Linked DNA regions of Gossypium hirsutum: region 1 is linked to region 2. The links are chromatin contacts, called in public Hi-C maps. All regions are on one chromosome and are shown on one strand. Each heading gives the region's core, a stretch centred on a gene start, on an enhancer-like site or on the middle of the called end of the contact. The rest is flanking DNA. Distances are from core to core; before and after follow the strand shown.

The links. A called contact is a pair of places that touch in the nucleus more often than the background predicts.
Region 1: a Hi-C map of leaf shows a contact between it and region 2, with 1.9 times the contacts expected there. The contact joins the promoter of LOC107893900 here to the promoter of LOC107893898 in region 2. A contact is called at or near these places in 2 of 34 Hi-C or Micro-C datasets (both in leaf).

The regions. Positions count from the first base shown.
Region 1 is chrA13:42,712,702-42,715,808 of Gossypium_hirsutum_v2.1, forward strand. It overlaps LOC107893900 (pentatricopeptide repeat-containing protein MRL1, chloroplastic), which reads left to right and starts at 1,858. Exons shown (of 19, transcript XM_016819043.2): 1 at 1,858-2,342; 2 at 2,747-3,107. The coding sequence starts at 2,016.
Region 2 is chrA13:42,482,524-42,485,503 of Gossypium_hirsutum_v2.1, forward strand. LOC107893898 (serine/threonine-protein kinase ATG1c) reads right to left here and starts at 1,340. Exons shown (of 13, transcript XM_016819039.2): 1 at 797-1,340. The coding sequence starts at 1,039.

The DNA of each region.
Region 1 (3,107 bases), core at 608-3,107, 230 kb after region 2:
AAGAACATTTTCGTAATGTCTAATAATAAATTTTTTTCTAATTTTTTTATTTAAGAATTTCATTGAAATGTATAAATATATATTGCAATTTAAATAAATTTAACATTGTTTTTTTAATGAAGAAGTCTCACACTAAAAAAAATGAAATTATAAATGCTACCTTAAATTGACTAAATTATCAATAAATGCCAACTTATTTAAAATTTTATTAGATTAGGCCATTTTTTGAAAGGATTACGAGAATAAGTCTATTTTATGAAAAAGTGTCCAGTTGAAAGGTTTTTAGTCTTCCAATTGGAAACGCTTTTTGAGCTTCACATCAACACTAAAAGTTGCAATACCAATAATTTTTTTTTTGGTACCACCTATTAATGTGAAAATAAAATTTACAAAACAAATCTTTATATAAATCCCAAGTTTTATTTCTCTTATTTTTTTAAGTGATGTGAGATATGGGTATATATAAATTCATAATCTATTTACAGCTTATTTCTAGACAATGTGAAATTGCTTACTCTTTCAACTAATAACATAAAATTAAAGACTACCCTTAATTTTTAAAAATTAAAGAAAATTTTATATAACATTAAATTCTAACAAAACAAAACATTATAAAATTTTGTACAAATATTATCGTTATAAAAAGAAGTTCAATAAAAAAATTGGTTCTTTCATTTTTAGTACTGATGTAGCTGAAAGCATTTCTAGTTGAAAGTATTTTTTGCAAATCACTTGACAATATTTTCACTTGGACTCGTTTTTTTGAATTTCACCTGAAAACGCTTCCAGCTGGAAGCATTTCGCAAAATCGGCCTATTCTTGTAATTCTTCCAAATAAGACATAATTTGGTAAATTTTAAAAAAATTCGGCATTTATTGATAATTTAGCCCCTTAAATTTGTCAAATATAACCCAATAAATACTAGAATTAAGTTTAAAATAATTTCATTATATGGGGCAAGAAAGCTTAATTTACTCCATACTTTTATATACCTTTCAAGTCAATTATTCTCAATTCAATGAATAGAACTATATAATTCAGAGAAAAAAATAAAAAACACTCGTAGTAGATAGTGAAGTCAACACAACAAAGACTTTAATCTCAATATTAATAAAACATTATAATACGTTGACAATTAAAACGTTGACAATTCTTTTAAACTTTAAAATTTAATAATAATAATAATTTAGCAAAAGTAGATTTATATTAACAATCTTGCAAGTAATAACCTCAATAACTCTATGTAAAAAAATTAGGCATATTGTCAAAGCCAAAAATATAATAAATGTCTCCAACATTCTTCCCTCACAAGAATAGAAGTAACTCAACATATGCATCACAAATAATGGCATATTATGCCCTTTATTCTTATTGCTTCAAAACTTCAACAAATGCATTATTAACATCAACTATAAACTTTGGCCTTAGATTTGATATAAACATAACTTCGGTATAGACGAGATTTTTATGTAGTTTAAAATTTAGAAATTTAATCTTAAGCAAATAATAATTATTAAATTTATTAAGTTTTGTTATATTAATTTATCAATTTATTATTTTCACATATTACTTACAGAAAGAAAGTTAATATATTAACGATTATCTTTTGCATCAAAATTAAAAATTTTAAATTCAAAAAATAGAGGCTAAAAATGATTTAATTGAAGAAAATGAACCAACTTTAAACATAGTATATCACTGATAACAAAATTTAACCACATAAACTAAAATTAATCAAAATAAAATAACTAAAATTTATCTAATTGAAGAATAAAAACGCAGAATTTGACCTAGGAAATTAACCTTTTTTAGTTTCTCTTTTCCTTTGAAAATAACATTTTAATTGAAGAAAAAGAGGAGAGACATTTTTTGCTACGTCAGCAACAATATCCGGTAGTGGATCACTAATAACAACTGAAACTGAACATCGTTCATTTCGTTGAACTCGATAAGCTCCTCTCCTCTCTCTTTTGCCACTCTATCCTCTCTTTTTTTTTTCTTTGAGCTTCTTTCTATGGATTCCAACTTAATCTTCTTGTCTCCAAAATTCCAAACCCCAAATTTCCTACCTTCTTACCCATTCTCCTCTTCCACTACCCGTCCTCTAATCAGCCGACAATTCCTTGGTTTCACTCACTCCCTCTGGCCTCCCGGAGGTGCTTCTTCTCTCCGAAGGAAACGCAAAAACTTGACCTTTCTGCGCCTCCAACCTCCCCGCTTTGTTTCCAGAGTTTCTATCGACTCCAATTTGGTTTTCGTTCTCATCGGTGTAACCGCTTTATCTGCTTTTTCTCTTGCTTTCTATAATCAATTTTTTAGAAAGAGTCAGACTTTAAAAAAGGTGAGTTTACTTAACTGATTGAATTGAAGTCTGGTTTAGCTAAAGTTCTGCTGAATTGGGGTAGCTGGTTTTCATTATTCAAGTGTTGGGACGTGGGATTATGGTTGTTTTGGAAAGAACTATCCGAGAAGGTTTGAAAATTTTGAGTTGTGAATGCACAGCTAAAAATGAGAAAGTTGGTTTAAACATTCAGAAGACGTTTTTGATCATAAATTTATATTCCTTGATGCTTATATTATAATTGTTGCAGAACTAACTTGGGTGCACAGTTTATGTCATGGTAATTCTGATGATTTTCCTTTCTATATTAGGATTCACTAAATTCTGAAATTTGGGTTGCCTTTGGATTTAGTTGAGTTTTTTTAGACGTGACTAACTTTTTCGATTATGATGCCCACGCACAGGTATCTGGTTCGTCACGTTCTGCCTTACGTCAACAACGACAAGGAAAAGATGTGGTGATCCAGACTGCTGACCATCAGATTTTGGAGGCGGGGGATCTTCAAAGGGATACTTTTGCAAAAGAAAATGGCGGTTTGACAGAGCACATGAAGGAAGTGAATGATGCTTCTGAAAGTAAAGAGGTGTTTTTGCAAGAAACTGCTGTGGTGAATGGTGATTCCACGTTGTCTAAGGCATCAGAGTCAAATGGTGCTGATTTTCTTGCATTTAATACTAATGATTCTGATGTTCTTGAAGAATCTGGAACTACTGTTCTACCTCTTCAACCTACTGTGCTGCTTGAATCAGGAGCAGGACAGCCAC
Region 2 (2,980 bases), core at 90-2,589:
ATAAGCTGCAAACTTCACAAACAAATACATGAAAACTAGATTCACCATTTAGTTTCTTGACCACTGCAAATTTACCAAATTGCTTCCCATGATCCTTGAGACTTCTCCATTAGTATTAGTTGCTGAATTCCCAATGGCATCATTTGTCAAATGTTTTGCTATAGGAAGGAGATTATGGATGCTATAGGCTTAACTTTGTTTTATTGCTGGCTAATTTGACTAGATAAGGTGACTGATTGTACGTTTTTATTGTTTAAATGATGAATCTTATGGTGGTTTATTCCATTGGGTTGATTTGAAGGATTTTGTTGTATTAGATTAGGCGTGATGAGCAATTTAGGTGTTCAATCCCCTGTAAATGATGTTGCTCATTTTCTGTAATGAGCTTTTCTTATTAATAAAAAACTTTGCTTAGCAAAGAAAAAAACACAATATATAGATTGACTGAAATTTCCACTATTCGTTAATTCTTTCATTCTCTGCTTCCATCAAATACGAGTATGCGCGGATAGCTCTTTTCAAAAAGTAGATTCTTCTCATTTTCAATATTGCATTCTAAAATATCTTCAGTTAAAAAGAATCCACATCCTCCGTTCTTTCATCATTTTCCTTAAAAGAAGAACTTTCCCTCAATAAATGGCGCCTCAAATTTCAGTCCCTACCTTAGTTAACAACTCATTTTCAAATAGCTCCATTTCCGCCACTTCTTCCTCTACTTTATCGGCATCCAAACAACTCCCTAAAATCTAATAGTAAAAGGAAACAATTAAATAAAAGGGAACAAGAAGAAACGAACCTCAACAATATCATGCAGTCGAATAATATTAGGATGATTGATTCTCTTCAAAATAAAGATTTCCGACATCAAACTATCTTGCAACTTCTTATTGAGTCGACCCGTTACGATCTCCTTTATCGCCACCTCGGTTCCATGAACTCGATGCCTCGCATGCCAAACAATCGAAAAGGAACCCGACCCGATTTTCCGACCCACTAAATAGTTCCCTACCATTCTTCCCCTCCCCGTTGCTTGAGCCATTACAGACGAACCTGGAACAAAAAGAGAGAGAAAAAAGCCCAAGGATCCGACTCCAGAGCTTGAAGCTTTAAAAAATGGTATAGAATACTGGAATTTGGATCTTCGGAAGATCCGACCCGAATATTAATTGGATTTCCGATTCACCGTGCAAAGAAAAATAATCTGAGGAAGAGTGAGGAAGGAGGGTGAGATGAGAACTTGATTAATGAGTTCTCTAAAATTATGCATTCTAGTTATTATGGGTTGAATTATTGAGATTATTAATTGGGATTAGCGAACGTAATTGAGGATTAATGTTTTGTGATTCGATGATTATTTTGTTTTTTTTAATGAAAACCATAAGCTAAAAGCGGGATTAGACGGTGTATATTTTTAAGATACGGTTACTTATACGGTGTAACCACGGATGTTAGTGAGTTGGCTGTTTTTAATTGGGTGGACAAGTGGTAGGTGATGATGGAAAAGCGCCGATATCAGCTTTTTACCACCTGTCCGTCAGACATTGGTTAGATAACGTTAAAGCGACTTTTTGGCCTTTTATGAATTATTTAATACTTTAATTTTCATTTTCCAAGTTTACTAATAAATATCCTTTAAATAAATTTTTATTAGATGTGAAGCTAAAAATTTTAATGTTTCTTAAATAATTTTTTATTATAAAATTAAAAGAACAATAAAAATGAAAGATAATTTATCTTTTACTTACGATACAATAAGTTTGTACATGTTTTCTATTTATAGGGCTTTAAATATCATAAGTTATAAAACATTAAGGATTAAAATTAAGGTATCTTGTAAATAATTTAGGGGTTTTAAGAAAATGAATTTAAGGGTTATAGACATTCATTCTTTAAATGTTATAATAAGATAAATTTGAGGTTATGAACATCCATTTATAAATAGATTTACAACACTCCCCATTGAATGTCTATTAATAAAAATGTTTCGTAAAAAATTATTAAGAAAAATTTATGAAATAAAAACCTAATGAAAGAAAAAAGTACATAATCTATTATTACAAGTTATCTCATTAAAAAATTTTATCACGAAAACCTAGTAAGATAAAACATTGATTAAAGGAAAAGAGTGCAATATATTTTTTACTCCCTCTAATGACAACATCACATTATATCTTTGAGTTGACATATTCCAATTTTGTCCAGTAGTCCTTCAAATGTTAAAGTTAACAATGCATTGGTAAAAAAATCTGTTTAATCATCACTAGAATGAATTTGTTGAACTTCTATATCACATTTCTTCTCAAGATTATGAGTGAATAATAGTTTTGGTGAAATATGTTTCGTTCTATCACCTTTGATGTAACCACCCTTCAATGGAGCTATACATGTTACATTATCTTCGTATAAGATAGTTGACATATTTTTTTTGTAAAGGCATATTACATATCTTCTAAATATGTTGGGTCAATAATAAGGGCGAAGTTAGAAAAAAAATTTCATGTGGGCAAAAATTAAATTGTAATTTTCACAATAGTAAAAATGTAATTTCGCCATTTTAATAGCATGTATCTTATAATTTTTAAAAAAATTTAATCAATTTTTTATCATTTTTAGGGGGCAAAGTGCAATTTTACCTTTACTAATTTAAAATCTTAAAAATTTTAAAGGGCCTAAAAATATTATTTTAGGGGATTCGAGGCCCCTGTCAACTCCCTAACTATGTCCCTGATCAATAACTTTAGCAAAACACACTTTTGATTTTCCCTATGCATTGCAATTATTTCTGTATGATTTGAAAAGGCAACAACTAATGTATGTTTTGTTGAATGTTATGATATGGTAGTACCTCTACGTGTAAATAAATATATTGTTTGAGATCGACCTTTATGTGGATCTAATAAATATCCAATAACTAACTAATAGGGATTTTAAATCATTTGAATAAAATAATCCCATATTAATGGTCTCTCTGAGATATCTA